2 separate regions of the Gossypium raimondii genome follow, and region 1 is linked to region 2. The links are chromatin contacts, called in public Hi-C maps. All regions are on one chromosome and are shown on one strand. Each heading gives the region's core, a stretch centred on a gene start, on an enhancer-like site or on the middle of the called end of the contact. The rest is flanking DNA. Distances are from core to core; before and after follow the strand shown.

Region 1 (5,709 bases), core at 2,311-4,810, 220 kb after region 2:
CAAGATATTAGCCATTTAAATGGGAGTAAGATTAGTAGTCAGAAAACTGAGAAAGTAGAAGTCGAATTTGGCTAGTGAGAAAGGGATTCGTAGGGTATTTGATTATTGATTAAATTATTTCCTTATCAGCTTTGCTTATTCAACTTCTCTCATGAGCATTTGGGGACATACGTGAACACCCCAATGCTGTTGGGATGTAGGAGGCAATTCATGTCTCACTACTGAAACCCAACTCCATAATCAAGTGTTTTCATTCTCACCTTTTTCAGACATTTTGCAGGAAACAACCAAGCTTTAATTGAAACTGAAAACACCACTTACCAAATTTCCCAAGCCAAATGACCCTACACATGAACACTGAATATTTCAAATGTTGGGGTTACTAAAACCCGAGATTCCTTAAAACTTTCAACATCAAATAACAAACTCAACATCATCACATTGTCTTTTAAGGCCAAGTATTCACTGTATATAAGAATATATCCCATTCATCCATCTTATCAACTTGGACTAGGTTGAGTAGATCCCATTTATGCCCCACCTACTTCAACCATTTCCTGTTCCACTGTGCTTGGCATCACTGGATAGTATTTATAGTGAAGTTCTCCAACATCATCACCAGATAGCTTCTTCCACCCATTTGGTCCCACGTAGTAAACTGATCAAATTATTAACCTCATTTAAGCAGGGTATCACACATATATAACAGAATTACTATGAGAATTCATTTCAACTTGAGATCGAGAGAGAGAGAGTACCGCTGGCAACACCACCACTGGCTCCATCTCGGAATGTGGCATGATAAATAGCTCGTCTGGCCAACTCTGCAGCCTCTTCAACAGACATATCATACCGATAGCTACCACCACCATCCAAACAAACATATTAACAAGTATGAATACATAGAGCTGAGCACAAAATGGGACAAAAAAATGTCCTAACACAGTTATATAATTAATAACGGGACTAGTGATGTTATCATTGATTAAAGCAATCAAAAAGATTCCCTAGAGCAGTTATATTATGGTCAAAGCTATGCTTCGGCAGCAAAGCACGCTTATTGTCAAAATGCAGGCAACCAATGTTTTTAACAGGAGCAACTGGAAGTTGATGGAACCGACATGTTAAAATAAAACATTTAACAGGTTTCTTCAACACATTCCTCCTCGATTCCTTGCATCTTTCTAAATAGACTGATAACTTTACAAGAAGACCATGATAACTTTGCAGCTTGCTGGCCAACCACATGTAGCTTCTTCAACTGATGTATCATTTCGTGTAAACCATGATAACTTTACGTCATAATATCAGCATTTATCAGTGGAACAATGACAACGAAAGAACATGGAGAAGAATGCATACCCATTATCCAGCACACCATAAGCATATGGTGAACCAGATCCAACAGAGAAACGCATTCCTTTTAACCTTCCCCCTTCACTGTCCACATAGTATAGTCCAGGGCCCTAGAATCCGGGTTAGGCAGAAAGTTAAAACATGCAAGTATTAGTATGCAAGGGGAAAACAACAAGAGAATAACATTTAGTTCCAAATACCGTTTCATCCCATCCAGCAATCATGGTTCCAACCGAAAGTCCCATTCCTCGGTAAGAATAGAGAATGTTTGCCAACAGTTTTGATGCCCCCGTAACTGAAATTCTACGCTTGTTTGCTAATTCATGCAGCCGGCACTAGATCATGGAAAATGATCATCCATTAGCACTTCATGTATGTAAAGAGTAATTGGAAAAACACAATAATGGGGCCTAAGATTGTTCACTACTAAATAAAAGCCAGAAAGGTTGCATTGTGGGTCGATATTGACACCAAAGGAAAGCCAGAGACCTGAATAATGCTCGAGTTCTCCACTTTTCTTTGACAATATTCCATTTTGATAGTATGGCAATTAGACAAACAGAATGCCTTAAATTTAGCTACCCAAGCAATCAGAAAGCAAGCTGAACTCAATTTGAATGCTTCCTACTCAAAAGTTTGCTTTCCTAACTAGGAAAAGGACCTAATATTAAAAATCTACATTCTCTTAGGTTAAGAGAGTCCAACCGCATGCATATCAATACCATGAAAATAACTTTGCCTAAGTAGAACATGGAAGGGTTAATCTGTATGTGTGAGTCACATTTGAAGGTGATATTGAAATTAGTTAGCTATTAGTAAGCTATGCTAAATATCAAATCATTTTTTCTATTCTTTTGTTCTCATATACGTGTTTTAGAAAAAGCAGGACATCTGTAGTTCGATTATAGAGCCAATTCAAAAAGTATATATCTGAAACCTTTGAGATCTCACTTTCTACATTGTATAACCCCATGGTTTATCATCAATGAAAACTGCAAGAGAATGCCAAAATGACCAATAGACTTTTTTTTCTCTACATTTCCTTGCATAGGACCCAATATGCAAAAATATACAGTATATATAACATACAATAACAATCCAACACAAAAAGAGGAGGAAAAAGTTTCCTGATGCTAATATCCCACTGACAAGAGGGCCACATTTGTCCCATTACCTTGATGCCTAAATTTCTGTGCCAAAACTGGCAGTCAGCAGCTCCTCCAGCCATTGTTCCAAGCATGTAAGGATTGATTTCAATAATTTTCTTCACTGACTGTGAAGCTGCCAAATTTTAGGATAGGAAAAGGAATACTAATCAACAATCACGATTCAATTTCTACCCCAACACAACAAAAAAGAAGAAACAAAAGATTGAAAAATTATAGATGTTTTTTTTATGACAAGGTTTAATCTACAATTACCACTAATAGACTATTTCCTAACCAACAAATTTCTGAAAAATAAAAACTACGGCAAAATACACACAAAAAGTAAGAAACATACAGATATAGCCTCCCATGCTAGCTCTAGAATCAGCGGCAACCATGACCCCTTCCTTAAAGATGAAAGCTAGCGTGGTGGTACCCTTAGCAGGTTTTACCATCTGGATAGCTTCTTTTTGAAACCCATCAAACTGCAATACACCGATCACACATAAAATAAGCCCCAAATATCTCCCTTTACACGGGAAACTAATAATGTTGTACCAAATTAGCAGAAATTTTTAACTCACATCAGTAGTGTTTGGGAGATCGAACGACGGACCAGCCGAAAACCCGTCAACAAGTTCACTGGGAGCACCCCAGACAGGAGCAGCCGATTCTAGTCCGCTGGTGTCAAGCTTCATGATTGGTTCTTTAATTTCTACAAAAGCGCAAGACTGAATCAGAAAATTTGATGCATTTGATGATAATTTCTCCCCCCCCCCCAACCCCCAAAAAAAAATCAAATTAAAGAACAATACCCTAAGTGAAGAAAATAAATGCTTTCAAAATATTAAAACCGCAAAAGCGAAAACAAAACTGAGGTTGAGAAGAGAACCTTTCCGATGATCCAGACAATAAAAAAAAAAAGGTGAAGTGAGAATGAGATGCAGCAAAGCAAAGCAAACTGAAATATAAGGAGGAAAAAGGGTTGATTTCTACTTTTTCTTCCTCAGTTTTCTTGTGCTACGGGAAACTGGGAAAATCTGCTTGTTTGGGTTGTCTCAGATTGGCCCAAGCTTTGATCCAAAACGGAGATGGGAGTATCGACTTTGTAAACCACACAATTATCCCAGTCCACAGAATCTCTTACAGTTAACAAGATCTATGGGCCAAAGAGCTAGTTTTATGAAATGGGTTGAGCCTTGTTTTTGATAACTTCCAATGCCCATTAAAGATTTCACAAAGATTTGTAACCCTCTAGGTTACAACTTTAACGGGGTAATTGCCCTCACTTTAAATCACTAATCATATCAATCGTTTAATTTTAACAATAAATATCAAATTTATATATTTAACTTTAGTTCAATGTATAATTTTGATACATAAATTTTTATTTTGTGCAATTATGCATATGAAACTTGATTTGCGGTTCATATGTATACATAAAACTTTGACTTTGATTCAATCCTACATATTTAAAGAAATGATTACATACATTTATTTTCATGTCAAATTAATATAATTATTTGTGTATACAATATATCAACGTAAAGTGGTGTTAATTTATTAATATATTAATATTTTATAAAAACCTCTCGGTTTGCTATTATGTTCCAATATATTGTCTCAATTGATGTTTCAATAGATATCGAAACTTGGTAGATTAACAAGCGGATTAAAAAATAGTATAGCAAAACAATAAAGTGACACGCAATATTTGTTAACGCAATTTGAATAACAATCTTACTCAATAGAGCTAGATTTTAGTAAACAATGGATCTGGAATCGTAAAAGCTAAAGCTCAATCTACCATTATACAGTGAGGTAATTGCAGCCCAACAAAGAACCTCAATTTACAATCACTCAACCCAAACAATCTCACTTACAAAGAAGGTTTACTCTCCAAAAAATGTCTAAAAACAAAGAACGCAATTAACGGTAAGCATTCGATCAAATTGAGTAAACAAATTTCAACTCCATATAAGTTATGGGTTTAGTCATTATACTTTAAATTGATAAGTTTTGTAACACCCTCTACCCAACCCGAATCATTGAGTTTGGATATCGAATGCTATGACATACAAACACTTAGCATAAATGTTTAAACAATCTGCATATGATCTTTTTTCAACATATCTCTTTTTGTATTATTAAATATTTTCTGAATAAAAGAAATAAAGAAGACATCCAAGAATACAACAGACTTTTAAAATAATGTAAGACATTACAACATAAAAGTTCATTAAAGAAAGACTAATCTTGGCATACTATGCTATACGCCTTACTCCTAAGATATCCTCTGAATGCATAATAACCCAATTCACCGTTTCCTAGTTGGCACATTCCTGGCTTGTTCCCTTTTGGCGTACTTACTCTCGTAGCAATACCTGAAACAAGAACAAACACTTTGTAAGTTCACACGAACTTAGTGAGTGAGTTGTTAGCACAGAATACCTTGGAACCTTTCTAGTTGAATTCCTCATCTTGTAAATTATGGGTCACATCTCTATCTTTGGCAAATACTTTCATAATATCTGATATATACCTATACGCCAGCTACCATACTTAACGTACCAACTCTCACTTCACTTCTTGACTAACTCTAAATCTTATCAAACTATACATATCTTATTCTTTCATAGTACAACAAAGGTATCTCTTAGAAGTATATAAATACAAAACCTACCATTGACGAAATCCCCTTCAACTAAACATAGAATACTTTTCTCTAGAATGGATACTCACAAAAACTTCTCTTGATGGATAGAAAAACTAATAGATCTCTTAAATTGAACTCCATACTGATCTTCTGGCTGATTCTCATACTGATTCTGGTAGTTATTAGATTACCAATCAAATCATATCTTGAATCAACCCAAAATCATAACTTTTGTTGATAATGAGACATTATAAATCACTAGATCAATTTGATGTTGTTTACAATAGCCATGATTCTATTAGAATAATGCTTAACAGTCTTAGACTCCTTCACCTTCAGGTTCTCAAAATCCCTCCTTAAGTTGATAAGCTGCTGCTGCCTTGTCTTCTCTGTACCTTGAAACTCTTCCTTCAATTTATCCCAAGCTTACTTTGGAGTTTCGTAGGCCATGAACCTAGTGAAGATTACATCAGAAACACCATTCTGAAGACACGACATCGCCTTAAAATTCTTAGCACAATCATCACTATGTTACCTGATTGTGCTATT
Region 2 (5,734 bases), core at 442-2,941:
TGTAAAATGGAACATGATAAACTTGATCCCATAGGGAAATTGAATGGTGAGCCAAGTACACACTCAGAATTGAACATTTTGCTCCACATGCAAGTAAATGCATTCTATAGATATTTTCAGACACACCTTGTTATTCTAGCTTGAAAATAAACATGCAATTATGAGTGTATGGAGGAATGTAGAGAGGAAGCAATATTTCTAATGGCTATAGTTGATCAGGCTTTCCATTCACACTACTGCATAATGAATTTAAAACTCATTCTCCAAGGGGCAGGCTAGCTATATAGGAAAATATAATACCTCAATACATTAATTGACCCAAAGAATTCTACACCTAAAATTGAAACATGCATGGCACTAAAAATGTTAAGCCACAGACTTTCATAAAATTGAAATATGCATTAATTGTACATTTACAAATGTATTCTTCAGTTATTCAATCTTTTTTCTCGGACTGTCATAAAATCAACTTCAATATTTTCCTCTGACCTATCTTCAAGAAAGCACCAGGTTAAACATATGCAATCAACAACACAAGTAAAATAACAGATCAAGCAACATACCCTTGATTTTGTACGTTAATTCGAACTGCCCAGTCTCCTCCATAGCCACTGTCATCCTCCTTATATTTCAAGAAACTTGTTGCTAAAGTCATATCCTGATCAACCAGAACTTGATGTCCAAAATCCCGTCCATTATGACTTGTCCAACCATATGTGCTCAGATCATCGGAATCTTGGCAAATGTGTCGAATAAAATACCTCCCATCCTTTACACCGAGCCACATTAATCCAGCAACTAGTGACAGAGGAGTCCTGCCAGATACAGTTTGCTAATTAACAACCTCCAATTACAATCACTTTTTAGCCAAAAAAGAATTACCATGCTATTATTCACATGAACTTTATCTCCTCGGTTCAAAATTATAAAGCTAAAGGGAAAAACATATCAAGTTCTAGGAATGTAAAAATATGATATTACCTTGCACGAATCCCAAAATAAACATGAGGACGATAAGTTCCCCAGTATAAGCTCTCCTTATGCTCGCCTTGAAACTGTCACAAATCGAGTGCTCCATTACCAAATACGTACATATACGTATAAAAAAAATCTATACTGCAATATACTTACATTTATATTCGCGATTTAAAAACTTCTGTTAAAAAAATTTGAAGGAAAAAAGTGAGAAAGGGATAGAAATTCACATTTGGAGTACCTGAGGTAAGTCCATGATTCTGGGAGCTGGAAATGGAGTGACGACTCTAGGTCTACGAGCTTCTTCAGCTATGCTAATGAGATGATTGACTAAAAAGAATATAATTAAGGCGGCGATTATGCCGAAACCTAGAATGATTTTAAGATCAGCGTTGAGGATTCGAAGTGCGGTGCCGTGATCTTTGGTTTTAACTCTGCGGAGTTTGGAGATTGGTTTAGCTTTATTGAAAGCATCATCGTCTTCGTTGACATCGGAGGAGGGTTTGGTTCTGCTTCGAGCGCTCCGTCGACCACCTCCGGTCATTCTCAGATTGGGGTCGGAGAGTTTTTGAGATTAGGGAAATAGGCGTTTTTCTTGCACTGATCGATGGAGGAATGGAGCAACGCAGTGTGTGCGCCAAAAATGGCGGGCAGCTTAGGATTCGGCCCAGCCCATCACGGCTCCCGTCGCCTGTGACGACTAACGAGTAATGATTCCGTATCATAGATCACATGTTGGCACGTCACACGATCCAATAACATACGATTTAATTTTTTGTGTAAATTATCCCGGTTTCCCCTCAACTTTGGTTGAAATTACGTTTTTGTTACTGAATTTTCAAAACTTTTAAAATTGCTACTTACATTTCGGGTTTGAACAAAACGATCGCCCAACCGTTATCATCTATTAGTGGGGTAACTGTTGTCTTATGTGGCACGTTAGTTTTTCATATAGGTTCCACGTGAATTGCCACATAAATTTAGGGAAATAAAAAATAATATTTTCAATAAAAAAGTTAAATATTTATATTGGAAAAAGATAAGGAATAGTTTTCTATATAAACCCTAAGCTAATTTGTGTTATACTCAGCTCTTTTTTTCTTTTTTTTTACATTCACCAACGAGAAGAAGATAAGAAGAAGGAAGAATAAAAAAGGGATAAATCTTAAAATTATATATGAATCTTTATTTAATGTGTAATTGTATATATGAACTTTAATTTGGTGCAATTATATACGTGAAACTTTAATTGTGGTTCAAATATATACTTGAAACTTTAATTTTAATTTAATCATACATATTTAAAGAAATAAATACATCAATTTAGTTTTATATTAGATAAATATAATTATTTATTTATGTAATAGATAAATATAAAATGATGTTATATCAATAATTGTGTTAATAATTTACAAGAATTGATCAAATCAAAATTTAATGTATCAAATTACACAAAATCAAAATTTGTGTATAGTATTGCACATTAAATCATAGTTCATGTATAGTTTTGGTATTTATCCCAATAAAAAAGAAGGAATAGAGTAGCCTAGCTTGAATCCAATGTGCTATTATGGAAACCTAGCAAAATTAACAACTTCCCAATAATATGACAACTCATGTAGGAATTTTTTTTGTTGTATGAACTATGGTAATGGAAACTAAATTTGTTGTTCTTTTTTCCTAGTATGATCCACCATTGAGAGTTCATTCAAGAATTGTTTTATTGGGGATGTTGAAAAAAGTGAGAACAATGGAGAAGGAATGAGACAATCATATGGTTAATAGTTGTGATTATTTGTGTAATACCCAATTTTAGCCCGGGCTCACATATGGAAACATAATTTTTGAGGATATGCAATCTTAGATATGATATGCAATCCTAGATATGATATGCAATCTTAGATATGATATATGCAATCTTAGATATGATATATAATCTTAGATATGATATGCAATCTTAGAATATATGATTTTGTAATCTTAGAGATTTAATTTGTAGATACCCTTTAATCTCAGCCGTTGATGTAATTGATCTGTACCGTTGGATTTTGGGAGGCTCAACTATAAATAGAGGCCTCTCCCTTCATTGTAAAGGGAAGAAAAAGAGGAAAGAAAAGGAGGAATAAAAAAGAGAACGATTGGCGCTTTTAAAGGTGGTTTACTATTTTCGCTCGATTATTTTTTATTTATTTACGATTTAAAAAAAGGAGAAGGTGACACCATTGCGAATTTTATTTATTTTTATTTAGCCCCTCCGCCTTTTAATGTTTTTGTAATTAAGTTTTTTTTTATTTTTTTTAATTTACCCTTTTATTTATTTTAAATTCCAATTTGATCCATTTGAACGGCGCCGTTTTAGAGGAGAAGGGAAAATTTTCCTTCCAACCCCTCTACGTAATTCGCGCGTTCAAATTAGTCCTTTTACTTTTATTTATTTGCGGATTTACCCTGATTTTTAATTGCAATTCAATTTAGTTTTTTTATGTTCTTTTATTTATTTTATTAATTGATAGTGTAATTATTATTATTATTATTTTCATTTTTTAAAATCTATATATGTATATTTTATGAACATACTTATTTTTTCAGCTAATATTTTTTAAACTAATATTTTCCTATATTTTTAATAAATATTTTCATATTTATATGTATATATTTACGTTTTTTTAAATGATTAAATACTCACTTTTTCTTTTTTAAAATATACCTATTTTTTATTATTTTATATATGTACGTATAATTATATTTTTTCCTTATTTGCATAAGTATATTATGTATTATATTTATATATAAATTCTATAACCCAAAATTTTATTTGTAAATTATATGTATATTTTTATCTTCATAATTTCCATGTGTATATTATACGCCTTCCGATCTTTATTTATTTTGTTTGCTTTCCCATTCATTGTATAATTGTGTTTACATTTAATATTTTGCATGTCATGAATTACTGTTTTTTTATTTCGTTTATTCATTTGTTTATATTATTTTTATGTCATTGATGTATTTATTATTGTTGTTATTATTATTATAACATTTGTACGTATAAAATAACGTTACATCATTTTTTTTACTCAAATTTTAAAATAGAAATTTTTTTTTGAGATAATGTTCGTATTTAGGATTTTCAAGGAAATTGAGCCCTAACGTATTGGGTTCCGATTTTCTTCGTTAAATCTAACAATCGAGCATTTCTCTTTAATCAAAAAAATAAAAACTCATTATTGGGAATTCAACACGTTGTGTCCTAACGTATTGGATGTGACGCATTGATTTCTCGAAATGAAGATTTTTTTTAAAAATAATAAAGGAAATATTCCGAGTTTGGGATTTTAAAGGAATTGTGCCCTAACGTATTGGGTGTGATTTCTTAAATCTTGGATAAGTGGATGTTCTTTTAAAGTAAAGGAAATATTCCAAGTTTGGGATTCTAAAGGAATCGTGCCCTAACGTATTGGGTGTGATTTCTTAAATCTTGGATAAGTGGATGTTCTTTTAAAGTTTTATTGTACAAGTATTTTGGCCCAATTCATTTTGGGGAAAATTAGAATGCTGTGCCCTAACGCATTGGGTGTGGTATCTTCTTTCTCTGAAACAATAAGGGTCTTAATACGTAACCTTTTAAGTTTTGCCAAGGATCACGTTTTTTTCCAAATTCTCGACCTTAAGGCACTAATTAATTAACTAGGTACCAATTTTGGGCGTTACGAGGGTGCTAATCCTTCCTCATACGCAACTGACTCCCGGATCCGTTTTTCTAAAACTCGTAGACCAAAGCCGTTTTTTTTAGGTGATCCAATCACACCTCAATAAAAGATTGGTGGCGACTCCCAATTTTCATTTTTTTAAGTCGACAACCCAAAATTTTTATTTTTCAAAAAATGGTTTCGACAGCTTGGCGACTCCGCTGGGGACTTTTTTTTAAAAGATAAGAGAGTCGAGCCACAAAGTTGATTAATTTTTGTCTTATGGTCGAGAAAATATTTTTTTTAAAAAAAACTCATGACATCCTTTCGCATTCATCATCTTATTGTCTAAATATTGTTTGCATTATACATTTCATGAATTGAACAATGTTACCCTTTTAAGTGTGAGTGAGAAACTATGCCTTCGTGAGGTTTTTACCTCCGTGTAGGGTAGTGGATTGCTTTCAAGATACATCCGTACCTATGTCTTCGTGAGATTTTTCATCTCCGTGCAGCCATAGGGAAATGTATTCCCCTGAACTGAACTCGATCCATATGAGCCTATAATGGATGAGGATTGAGGAATCTGCTGGTTTGGGTACCTTTACTCTAGAAGCCAAACCTCATATAATGAACCTTAGGAATCCACCCTAAGTAGAATTATACTAAACCCTAGTAGATATCCGAGTAGGAATTCTACTATTATATTATATGTTTATATGATACTGGCTTTTCGTGTTTTATTTACATGACATGGCATTTTGTCTCTTTATGCATTCATTGCATGTATTCACATTACATGATATCATATGCATTAAATTCCACTAAAAGATTCTAATCACTCCTCAGTTAATCTGGAAACCAATCAACCTACCAAACACTACTACGGTACTCGATCGAAAACTAAGGATATGGATCAAAGGATGGAAAGAATAGAACAATCCCAAAAGGAAATGCACGAACAGCTTCAAAAGCAAATGAATGAGCAGCAAAAAATGATAGACAAAATAATAAAATCTCAAGGGAGTATGATGGCTCAGTTAACTCAATGGTTCAACAAAGGAACTGAT

Evidence for each region. Hi-C and Micro-C count contacts between places; a contact is called where the count stands out from the background.
Region 1: a Hi-C map of leaf shows a contact between it and region 2, with 4 times the contacts expected there. The contact joins the promoter of LOC105785867 here to the promoter of LOC105785861 in region 2. A contact is called at or near these places in 2 of 2 Hi-C or Micro-C datasets (both in leaf).

What each region holds. Positions count from the first base shown.
Region 1 is chr1:41,722,989-41,728,697 of ASM2569854v1, forward strand. It overlaps LOC105785867 (proteasome subunit beta type-5), which reads right to left and starts at 3,561. Exons shown (of 8, transcript XM_012612058.2): 1 at 3,397-3,561; 2 at 3,089-3,219; 3 at 2,860-2,989; 4 at 2,531-2,637; 5 at 1,557-1,691; 6 at 1,363-1,466; 7 at 759-859; 8 at 273-658. The coding sequence starts at 3,202. The coding sequence ends at 531.
Region 2 is chr1:41,505,416-41,511,149 of ASM2569854v1, forward strand. LOC105785861 (mannosyl-oligosaccharide glucosidase GCS1) reads right to left here and starts at 1,692. Exons shown (of 22, transcript XM_012612050.2): 1 at 1,217-1,692; 2 at 982-1,055; 3 at 564-815. The coding sequence starts at 1,519.